Linked DNA regions of Sus scrofa: all the other regions are linked to region 3. Evidence: chromatin contacts called from public Hi-C and promoter capture Hi-C data. All regions are on one chromosome and are shown on one strand. The core of a region is the stretch at or near the end of the contact, and the rest is flanking DNA. Distances in the headings are between cores, read along the strand shown. Region 1 holds the start of ZNF706 (zinc finger protein 706). Region 2 overlaps LOC102160303 (a long non-coding RNA gene). Region 3 overlaps PABPC1 (polyadenylate-binding protein 1).

Region 1 (3,754 bases), core at 202-2,701, 440 kb after region 3:
ATTTAACCCATTTTCACTGTCATCTAACAAAAGTAACAAACAAGCCATGAAAGCTTTAATAAATACGTCTGTGGTTGCTGTTCTTATTTTTGAAATAGAAAGCCTAACATCAGGTAAAGGAAACTCAATTAGTCTAAATGTGTTAAGATCGGCCCCTAAGTTCTAACACGCTGCATTGATTTCCTTCCTGAAAGCAGAAATGCAAACGAACAAACCACCTGCTTTTGGACAGCTCAACTTAGGACTTGCTCTCAAGCCAATCGAATTTTCTACAAAACCTTAAGCAATAACTAAGCATAACTTCTCCCTGATTAAATGCGCCAAACTGTGGAGCAGGAAGTCATGTACAACCCTAAAAGTTGGTTTTTAATATAACTCTTATTTTGGACGATTCTCGGAGGGGGCTGCAAAGAGGGAAGTAACAGAGCGAATAACGAGTTCTTCCAAAACGAGGAGCTCTTATCGGAGGTAACAAGTTAAGCACTGCCCCAAAGACCCTCTTAGAACCAAAACAAATAAGAGAGGAAAAAAAAAGATTTTGGATCCAGGAAGTAGGATCATCCTCCCTAAGAATGTGAAGCGAAGAGGCCCAGGCAGTGTTCAACATCCTGACCCTGGCTTTTAACTCCATCCGTTTTGGAGAGGCAGAGGATGAAAGCACCAGCCGTAAGGTCTATTTCTCTCAGCACTTCGCTGAACCCAGCTGCAGCCGGGCGCATCTTCCTTCTCGATCCGGTCTCTTCAGCCTCAGAGAGCCCCCTCCTCTTTTCTGCCACCCAGTCTCTCTCTACCCGCCACTCCCCACGGACCCCGGCCCGAGACGTGCCTCCCGGAGGCCTCAGCTGTCCGAAACCCGGCCCCTTGACCACGGGGAGTCCCGGCCTCGAGAAACCGGCCAGCTGCTGTCGCCAGAGGGTAAGGTTACCGCTCGGCTACCGGTCTGCGACCCGGCCACCTGCAGGGCCTGGCAGGCGCCCGAGCTTCCCCTCCTTCCGCGGCCCGCGCCGGACAGGACGGGCTCGGCCGCCCCCGGGAGGCGGGGCAGGCCGGTGGCCCCTCGCGACCTGTGGTAACCCCCATGGTTCCCGCCGACCCCGCCGGCGGGCCCCCACCCGGGCTCCCGGGCGTCCTGTGCGGCGTCAGCGCCGCCCCCACAGCCGCTTACCCGGGCCGGGACAGTCTTGCGTCTGAGAGACCGCGCAGCGCGAGAGCGCCGGGGAGGTGGCCGGAGAGGAAGGGGAGCGCGTCCAGCACCGCTTCGACCTCCTCCACCCGCCAAGGAGGGGAAAAGGGAGAGCCGAGAGCACAACAGCCCGCGCCTCACACCCGCCGCCGCCGCCGCCGCCGCCGCCGCGCGCGCCCGCCGCCGCCTCAGCCTTGGGGGAGGCCACTACGCCTCGTGCTCGCGCACGCCGCGCTGCTCTCCCAGTCGCCCCAGCGCCGCCCGCTTCTCCCTGCTCCCGCCCACTCGCCTTCCTGCTGAGGCCTCCTCCCCGCCCCCACTCTCTAGCGCGCCTGCCCCTCTTCCGGCCGCGCGGGCCAATGGCAGCGCGCCCCTATTACATAAGTGGAGAGGCGGGGCCTGCAGGCTGAAGGCGGCCCCTCAGAGAAGGGAACTGCAGGGGACGTCGCGCTCTGTCCTCTGTGCCCCTCCCCTGCCGCGTGCTCTCTCCGGGCGGCTTTAGCCGGCCCTGGGACCCGCGTGATCTCGGTCCTGGCTGGTGACGGCCCGCAGTGTGATTCACAAGTCGCTCGCTCACTCATTCGGGCGGTGGCCGGGCCTCAGCCCCTGCGTCCCAGGTCACGAGCCTCCCACCTCGGCGGCGCCCTCCTGTGTCCCAGCCTGGGGAGGGTCCCGGTGAGGCGCGCCAGCCCCGCGGCGCTAAGGGTCGCCGACCCGGGAGCCCGCCACCCAGGCGCACTGCCGTCCCCGCCTCCTGTGAGGCCCGGGCGGGCTGGTCGGCCCTTAACTGGGACGTGCAGCCTTTGTTCGCTCACCAGCTGCCCTTTACCTCGTTTCCGGGGAAACCCTGGTTACTCTACGAATCTGGGAATTTTAGAGAGTTCAAGATTCAGGCCTGAGTGTCTCGCTGAAAATTGCCGGCCAGGCCTCCCTGACCATTTTAGTCTAACTACTTAGCAGTTTAATCAGTTGTTACTATTTGGGGGAATTGTGTGTGTGTGTGTGTGTGTGTGTGTGCGCGTGTGTGTTACTTGACTTAGAGGCCACGACGGCTAATTTCCAATATGTGATCAAGAGCATGGCGATTTAGTAATTATTAAATCTGTTTATCTGGAAAGGCCTTTTAGACCTTGGCTTTAGTCTGCTGCTTCCCTCCTCCCCCCTCCCCTCGCCTCCGCCGCCGCCACCCAACACACGTTTGTTTCAAATTAGAACTACAGATCCAACAACAAAGGAACTCTTGGCATTTGACATTCTCACCTTGCCTCCGCTCTCCTAATTTATCTGTCAGCGCCCAGGAAATGGTAGTTGAATGTAAATACATGGCAAGTTACTAGGATAACTTGGGTGGACCGGGGTATATATATCACAGAATTGTTGAAAATAGCCAGGGAGGAGTTAACTGCTTAATGAATTTGGGTGGCATACAACTTGTTCAGTCGTTCCTTTTCCTCCCCACTTCAGGTCCTCTCACTTTTCACACCCTCCCTTCCATATTGCAGTTTTAAACGACAGGTTCAAATTTTAATCTCTCTCCAGTGCTCAATTGTAAGCTCATTTTCGCCGCTGCATACCCAGTGCTTAGCAGTATATGAAATATAGTAGGGGGTGAGTAAATGGCTATTGATCAGATTAACTGATGTGTATCAAGAAAGCAGAACTGGGAGTCCCCATCGTGGCGCAGTGGAAACAAATCCCACTAGGAACCATGAGGTTTCGGGTTCGATCCCTGGCCTTGCTCAGTGGGTTAAGGATCCAGCGTTGCTGTGGCTGTGGTGTAGGCCCGCAGCTGTAGCTCCGATTGGACCCCTAGCCTGGGAACCTCCATATGCCGCGGGTGCAGCCCTAAGAAGACAAAAAAGAAAAGAAAGCAGAACTTATCGATGTATGAAGCCATAGCTTAACTATTAAGTCACCATAACTGTATAATTATATTAACCTGGCTAATAGGAAGGAAGCACATGAGGCACTTGGGAAACCTAAAGACAGGAAATTGGAAGAGTTGTGTTTCTCTAGCCATGAAAGAGACTGGACGATGAAAAGGACAGGGAAATCTGATTGGCAAAGCTGTCTTTTTAACTAGATAGGTGATTTCTGTGGTGAAATAGGATTACCATGTCACTTGTTACCCAGGCCTAGATGAAATATCTGGTAGAGCCAGTGTTTCTTAAATTTTTGAGTTGTACCTCCTTTGAGAATTTGGTAAAAGCCGTAGACTTTGCCCCCAGAAAGTTCATGTATTTATAGATTTATCCTTATTGGTAGAATTTCTTGATGTTGGTTGCTAATGACACTTTGGGCTAGATCATTCTTTGTTTGGGGGCTGTCCTGAGGACTGTAGGATGTTCGGCAACATCACCCTCTTGATGTCAGCAGCACCCCATCTCCAGTTTTGACTATTGAAAATGTCTTCAGACATTACCAAGTGTCCTCTGGGGTCAGACTCTCCCCTGGTAGAAAACCACTACCTAGAGGATATGGTCATTTTATGTGATGGTTAGGGCATTTGAAATACAAAGGGGAAAAAATGCAAAAAGGAATGGCTAAGATTCAGTATCTGTGCCGTGACAA
Region 2 (3,761 bases), core at 318-2,817, 370 kb after region 3:
CAAATTGTTGAGAATATAATTTATTCACTCATTTTTTTCTTTTTAGGAGCAGTTAACAGAATAAGATGACATTTCCCAAGCAAGGGGATAAATTTGTTCTTAAACCCAATTTCCAGTGATTTTTTTTCTCTATCCTCTTTTGCTAGACTAGCAGCTTTTAAAGCAGAGATTATATAAAAATTCATTCGACATGACATTAGACATAATAGACTCTTCTGGGGGTCCAGGCCCATTAGCGGCAGATAGGCTTAAGCTACAGTGCATATACCCAAGTCCACTTACCATGATGAAACATCCTCCCGAGAAAATCAAGTGGTGTGAAAATGCCAGCTAATACTGCTTGTTTCCGCTTGTACTCAGTACCACCAAAGTAGAAAGGATGGGTTTAGAAGCGCCTTTTTTTTTTTTTTTCTGTCTTTTTGCCATTTCTACGGCCGCTTCTGCGGCACAAGGAGGTTCCCAGGCTAGGGGTTGAATTGGAGCTGTAGCCGCAGGCCTACACCAGGGCCACAGCAACATGAAGCCACAGCAACACGGGATCCAAGCCGCGTCTACAACCTACACCACAGCTCATGGCAACGCCAGACTCAACCCACTGAGCGAGGTCAGGGATCGAACCCTCAACCTCATGGTTCCTAGTCAGATTCGTTAACCACTGAGCCACAACGGGAACTCCTAGAAACTCCTTGAGGACGGCTGCAATGCAGGTTTAGCCCGTGCACATAAATTAAACACAGGTGTGGAGGCCTGGTGACCCTGACCTGACTCCTTCTGCCAACTGCTAGTTGTGCCTCCTTGCAAACTCAACTCATGATCCTTCAGTGGGGACCCATTTGTAGTTAAGGCATCTAAGCTCAGGGGGAACCTCCTCAAAATCAGTGACTCTCAAAGTCAAGTCTACCAAGCACCTGCTTAGAAAACGTCAGGACCCTTGTTAAAATGCAGATTCCACAGCTGTAGCTGGTTCTGTTGAATCTCAGGCTCTGCCAACAAGGCTGGCGGATGTGCATTTCTGACAAGTTCTCCAGGTGACCCTAGGCCCGCTTTCTCAGCCCATACCCCAGGCAGGTGTGGGGACATGGGGCAGCTATAGAGGAATCTTCCTGACCGTGTCACGATGGGTCTATCTGGGAGCTTTGCCTCAAGCCTCAAAATCACGATCCTCCTGGAGGTGGCATCCTCAGGGACGGTGCCTCTCGCTCAGCGCTGTGTGAGTGCTGGAGTGACCTTGCTTATGAATTACGAGTAAAGGGCTTTTTAGAACAGAAGCCACCTCTCCCTGGTTTCTGACTTTTTGGCGGCCTCATGAAACAAACCAGCTTCAGGAAAGGGATGCACGTGGTGGGGGGCCATGTGGCCGTGCACCCAGCAGGCGGCCATGACTCAGCTCCGGGGGCTCGCGCCCAGTCCCGGGGCTGGGCGGGTTTGATCAACAAAGAGCTCGAATGCGCACTCCCCGGGCGGCGGCGCACCTGCCCACCTGCCTGCTGCCGGGCTGCCCGGCCCCACCCCTTCCGGAGGCGGCCCTGGAGGCGGCCGTTGCCGGCCCGGTGGGGGCGGGGGCGAGAGCAGGCTGCGGCCCCCGCCCTCTGAGTCACCCCTACCCGCCGGAACCGAGCGGGCCGCCGCCTGGTCCCGCCCCGCCTCTGCGCCTGCGCGCTGCACCCGTTCTCCCAGCCCCACTCAAGGCGCGGGCGGAGCCCGGCGAACTCGCTCCCCCTGCGTTTCTGGCACCCAGACTGCTGGGCTTCCAGAGCAGGAGCCCCTACCCCGCGTCCCTCCACAGGCGATGTCTGTCTAACCGCGCTCGCGCCGGCGGGCAGGAAAGCCAGTCTGTCTCTGTCCTATTACTGGGCCTCCCTGATGCTGCTCTCAAACCTCTGCCTGGGAAGACAGGCAAGTAGCTAGTGGCACCCAGACTCCACAGCTGTCAACTGTCCCTTTTCTTCTGCTAGTGGTTCTCAAAGGTTGCTGCCCATTGGAATCACCTGGGGAGCTTTTAATAAACTGGACAGTTAAATCAGAACCACAGATGTGGGCCCCGGGCATTGGCATTAGTGCAAAGCTATCCAGATGATTCCTGTGTACAGCCTGGGCTGCGAATCCCGAACCACGGATGCAGAGGCGGGTTTCTCAAACTTTAAACGGCATCGAAATTGCCTGGAATCTTGTTAAAGTTCAGATTCCCTCTCAGAAGGCCCGGCAGGGGCCTGAGAGACTGCATTTCTAACAAGCTCCCAGGTGCTGCTGAGGCTGCACGACAATAAATGCTCCGTGTCCCTTTACCTTTTCTCTTGTATTGTGATAGGGAAGACATGGGCTTTGGAGCAGGTAGGGGTTTGAATCTCACCTCTGCCACTTCTAGCTTGGTGAAACTGGATCTTGTTTCTTTGTATGTGAGGGCTTGATACTCTCGAGTTTCTGGTGAGGGTGACATGAGATGATGTACAGAAGGCACCTAGCACTCAGTGAGTGTTCAGAGAAGGTCCCCTGTGTTAGGATGGCTTGGCTCTCCAGTGACCCTCATGGCTGATTCGGCCAGGGATTGGCAGAAGCAGAAGGCGGTCCGTTCAGGTTCCCACTTCCCTGCTCTCCTTCCTGTTAGGAGAACTGGGGTCGAAGCCAAAACACTCACATGAAGGGGAGAAGGGGTATAAAGGCAGGAGGCAGGTGTGAGTTGGGGGAGCTGGAGAGATGGGGCAGTGGCAAGGAAGGTCCATGTGAGAGCCCTGAGGAGGGCAGTGGGACCATTCCTACTGGTGGTGAGCTCCACTCTTGGTCTTGCTCTCCTGAAACTTTAGCCCGTATATGTCTCATTTGGGGGCCCAGTGAAGGGGCTGGAAGACAGAGGTTTTGCATTAAATCTTACTGCTTTGTTTGAGACCAGTGGTGGGGACCATGTGCAATAAGATTGTGTGTGTCATGAGATCTGTGGATGCTCCATCAGGCTCTTCCCAAATGCAAGGCACGTTTGGGATTCTCTTGTTAATGTTTGAGATTGTAATTCTCTTTTCTTTTAAACCATGGGCATTTCTTAGGCCGCTCCCACAGTATATGGAGGTTCCCAGGCTAGGGGTCGAATCGGAGCTGTAGCCACCGGCCTACGCCAGAGCCACAGCAACGCGGGATCCGAGCTACATCTGTGACCTACACCACAACTCATGGCAACACTGGATCCTTAACCCACTGAGCAAGGCCAGGGATCGAACCCGCAACCTCATGGTTCCTAGTCGAATTCGTTAACCACTGAGCCACACGGGAACTCCCTAAACCATGGGCTTTCAATGTAACTCTGATGGACAGCTTGGTGGGTAGGATTTTTTATTTTATTTATTTATTTATTTTATTTTATTTTGCCTTTTCTAGGGCATAGGATTTTTTTTTTAAATAAACTTTCTTCTACATATACACAATGGAATGTTACTCAGCCATTAAAAGGAATAAAATACCGGCATTTTTAGCAACATGGATGGACCTAGAAATTATCATGCTAAGTGAAGTCAGCCATACAATGAGACACCAACATCAAATGCTTTCACTGACATGTGGAATCTGAAAAAGGACAGACTGAACTTTTGCAGAACAGATACTGACTCACAGACTTTGAAAAACTTATGGTCTCCAAAGGAGACAGTTTGGGGGGTGGGGGAATGCGCTCGGCTTGTAGGATGAAGTCCTACAAAATTGGATTGTGATGATCATTGTACAACTATAAATGTAATAAATTCTTTGAGTAATAAAAATAAATAAACTTTCTTCTG
Region 3 (3,520 bases), core at 151-2,650:
TGAATGCCACATAAGCATATTATGGTCCAGTCCACACCACACTCACAAGTAACATTTTACAGTCAAAACAGATGACATTTAAAAGTTAAACCCCTCCAAACCAGAGAAACTACTTGAGAGGGGAAAAAATATTCTGAACAAGTTACTAGTACTGCGAAATTAGTTTCATTAAAAAAAATTAAGACGACCTAAATTAAATTGCCTGAGAAAACGATGGCCTTCAAAGGGGTCATTTTCCATATCCCCTCCTCCCATCCTGTTAACGCTACAGTGAGAAGTGCCTGATCTCGGGGAAAACCCCCAACGCTGGGCTCACTGGTAATTTACACTTCTAGAGCCATCAGTCACTGACAAGTTATTAAGAACGGGAATCAGAAACCTGACGACCAGCACAAGATCCCCAAATTAACTTTATTCTAAGTCCCTGTGGCTCCCCCAGGCGACTGGGCCAGTAGCAGGAACAGGCCTCGGGCCTGTGAGGTTACAGGGTTCAACACGTGGTATTTTTCGAGCACCGAAAGGCACTTCCTCCCGGTCCTGGGGCGCCGGCAAGAACCTGGGGTGGAAGGAGCGCCTCCACCTATTGCCGGAGAAGGGGGCTCGACGCTCGACGCCCCAGAATCCCGCAGCTACTGGCGGGAGTGCCTTGGAAGAGTCCAATCTCACCCACTCTCCCGGCGCGTCATCACCCTAAACTTTGAGCCGCTGAGGCCGAGAAAATGGTCGCAGAGGAGGAAGTGCCAGGCACGCGAGGGGCGTGAGGCTACTGGCGGCACGGGTCCCGGAGGACACGGGGAACCGGGGTCCCGGCGCCCGAACCTCGCCCCACTGGCCCTGTGTGTGGGGGGGTGACATGCCCTCCCGCTCCCTCCCCCCGGGCCCGCCGGCCTAGCCCGCCCGCCGCCGCCGCCACCACCACCGCCTGAGCCTCATGGCCGCTCGCCCGCCCGGCCCGCATCTCACCGTCCGCCGGCTGCTGGAAGTTCACATACGCGTAGCCCAAGGAGCGGCGGGTGATCATGTCCCTGCAGACCCGGATGGAGAGGATGGGCCCGGCCGGGCTGAACTTCTCGTAGAGCATCGCCTCGGTCACGTCGGGGTGTAGGTCCCCCACGTAGAGCGAGGCCATGGGGTAGCTGGGGGCGCTGGGGTTCATCTTGGCACGGCTGCCCGCAGGGCCACAGGCCGCGACCTTTCCGTGAGAGGAGAGCGAGTGCTGGGGCCGGGGGGCCGGAGCCGGGGGGAGGGGAGCGGGGGCAAGCGCAGAGGGACAAAAATCAACCGGAATCGAAAACTACTCAACGGCCGCAGAACGGAGTCGATCCGCTTGCCGCTGGCTGCTGGCTGCCGGCAGGGGAGAGAGGGTGGCGGTGTCGGGTCCGGGCAGCGGGAAGGCCTCGGTCTCTTGGTTCCTTCTTGGAGCTGCTGCGGGGCCGCGGGCGGGCGGGTCGGTCTCGGCTGCTTCACCGGGTTATTTTATAAAAGAGGAAGAAAAAAAAATAAAAGTCTCCGGCGGGGGAGACGCGGATTTTTTGTAAATTTTTTTTGGGTTTTTTAAAAGATTTTTTTAGATTTTTTTTGGATTTTTTTAATAATAAATGTGTGTTCCGAGCCCGGAGCACACACTCCGCACTCTCAGCACTAACCGCCGGGGAGAAGGGGAAGCACCGCCTCCTGCACCCTCTACTTATACCCCCCGCCGCACTCGCCCCGCCCCCGCGCGTCTGACGCTAGGGCCCTACGCGAACGTCAGCGCCGGAGGAGGAGGAGAAAAGGGGGCAAGGAGGAGGAGGGAAAAGAAAAAAAGGAGGAGGAAAGAGCCGAGAGGAAGGGAGAGGTGGCGGCGGTGGCTGCTGCGGGCGTGGGGGTGGGGCTGGGGCGGAGGGGCGGGGCTTCTGCGCACGCGCCGCGGCCGGGGGAGGCGGAGCCTGTGCTGCGTAGCGCCTGTGGGGGAGGGGAGGGCCGGCTCGCGGGCTGCACTTGGAGGAGGTGGGTGGGACGGCCCCTCCTCCCACACACCCCGCCCCACCTCCACCCGGGAGAAGCGTTAACCCGTCACCGCGGCTGTGGGCGGCACGCGGGGCTTCCGGGTTCCCGGGCGCTAACTACCCCCCACGTGCACGGCCACCCGGGCCTCTTCCCGCCGCAGCCAACCCTGTTCCATTCGCCCACGCCCCCAAGGGATGCCGGGCACGAGTGGATGGGCGTGATCCCTTCCAGGCCCGGTTTCCCAAACGTGGGGGAAAGGAGCCAGGGCTGGCTCCTCCGTTCTCCTACCGGACCGCACTACGAGTCCCAGCGGGCAGTGCCGCCGCGCGCCTCGACCGCAGAAGCGGTGCTTGCTGGGAGCTGAAGTCCCCAACGGCCGCAGCGCTCGCTGACCCCAACTGGCCGCGGGTCCTGGCTGCCAGCTCGGGGACCTCCAACCGTCCGGTCCCTGGGCCCCAGTGGCGGCCCCGCGGTGCTTCCAGTAGAGGAGGAGAGAGGGGAGGGGCCCTCAGACTCCAGATCCTCTCGCTTCCGAGCCCTAGACTCTCCTCGTTCTGCCCGAAGGAGCTGTCGTTGGTCGAAGTGATTTTAATTTGGGGAAACTATTTTGGGGGCTTTGTCCACTTGCCTTTTTAAGGCATCGTGATCACTATTCACTTAGGTGGTAGACTGGAATCACTGATACGTGCCGTTTCTGCCAGAAATTTCTTTGAGGTAGAAAAAAGGTCTCGAGAAAAATTAATGTTTTTCTTTAAAGTATGAACATCAGTCATGCGTGACAGCACAGACCTGCAACCAAGCAAAATTAGTACTAGTCAAAACGCAGTATTAAAAATGTTTAAAACAATTTCGTAGTTAGTTATGGGCTTTAATAGGAATGCTAAACGTAATGAGTTGATAGCCATAAAAAATACTAGTTAATAGGAATGATGTTAAGTCAACATACAGATCCCACTTTAAAATAGTAATGCACTTTACAGATTTTAAAGCACTTGCAAAAACATCCTATCATTTGTTCCCTACAGCAATATTGTGTGGGAGGTGGAGCAAGGAGTAATTATTTTACTGTTAAAGGAATGGTCTCAAGTTAAATGCCCAATTCATTCTTCAATGCATGCCAGATACATTGCCAGGTGTGGACTGGGTACTTTATTCTCATTTAATTAAAATGTAAACTTGCAGAATCCCCCATAAGTGCTAGTCTGTCCCCAACTGGTAGGAAGAGTATAATATTTTGGAAAATACGTTGCTTTATGTGCCTTAGTATGCAAAAGAGCAAAACTGAGGACTATGCATTAAGAAGACATATCTACTACTAATGATAAATCACCATTCAATCTATTAGAACTCTGTGGTTAACAGCCGTCCATATATTTATTGAATACTTAGCAAGTGTATCTGTAGGGAAGGAAAACAGATGAAAGACACAAATACTTGTCTTCAAGAAGCTTCTAATGAGCTCTCTGGTAATCATATAAATATCAGCATTAGTCAGTACAATTAACAGCCAAGCCTAGCGTTTTATCTGGCT

The links. Promoter capture Hi-C pulls out the DNA fragments that hold promoters and counts their contacts. Hi-C and Micro-C count contacts between places; a contact is called where the count stands out from the background.
Region 1: a contact with region 3 is called in a promoter capture Hi-C map of fetal liver, with 5 times the contacts expected there. A contact is called at or near these places in 2 of 5 promoter capture datasets (fetal liver and liver), 11 of 47 Hi-C or Micro-C datasets (alveolar macrophages, blood, embryonic fibroblasts and 5 more) and 1 of 2 datasets of targeted methods (alveolar macrophages).
Region 2: a Hi-C map of liver shows a contact between it and region 3, with 5 times the contacts expected there. A contact is called at or near these places in 2 of 47 Hi-C or Micro-C datasets (fetal heart ventricle and liver).

The regions. Positions count from the first base shown.
Region 1 is chr4:35,765,784-35,769,537 of Sscrofa11.1, reverse strand. ZNF706 (zinc finger protein 706) reads right to left here and starts at 1,451. Exons shown (of 4, transcript XM_003481371.3): 1 at 1,166-1,451.
Region 2 is chr4:35,836,602-35,840,362 of Sscrofa11.1, reverse strand. The region is part of intron 1 of LOC102160303 (a long non-coding RNA gene); the gene reads right to left. Among named protein-coding and RNA genes, the nearest start is that of ZNF706, 70 kb to the right of the region's middle.
Region 3 is chr4:36,207,306-36,210,825 of Sscrofa11.1, reverse strand. PABPC1 (polyadenylate-binding protein 1) reads right to left here. Exons shown (of 16, transcript XM_001927747.4): 2 at 964-2,778. The coding sequence starts at 1,156. Among named protein-coding and RNA genes, the nearest start is that of PABPC1, 71 kb to the right of the region's middle.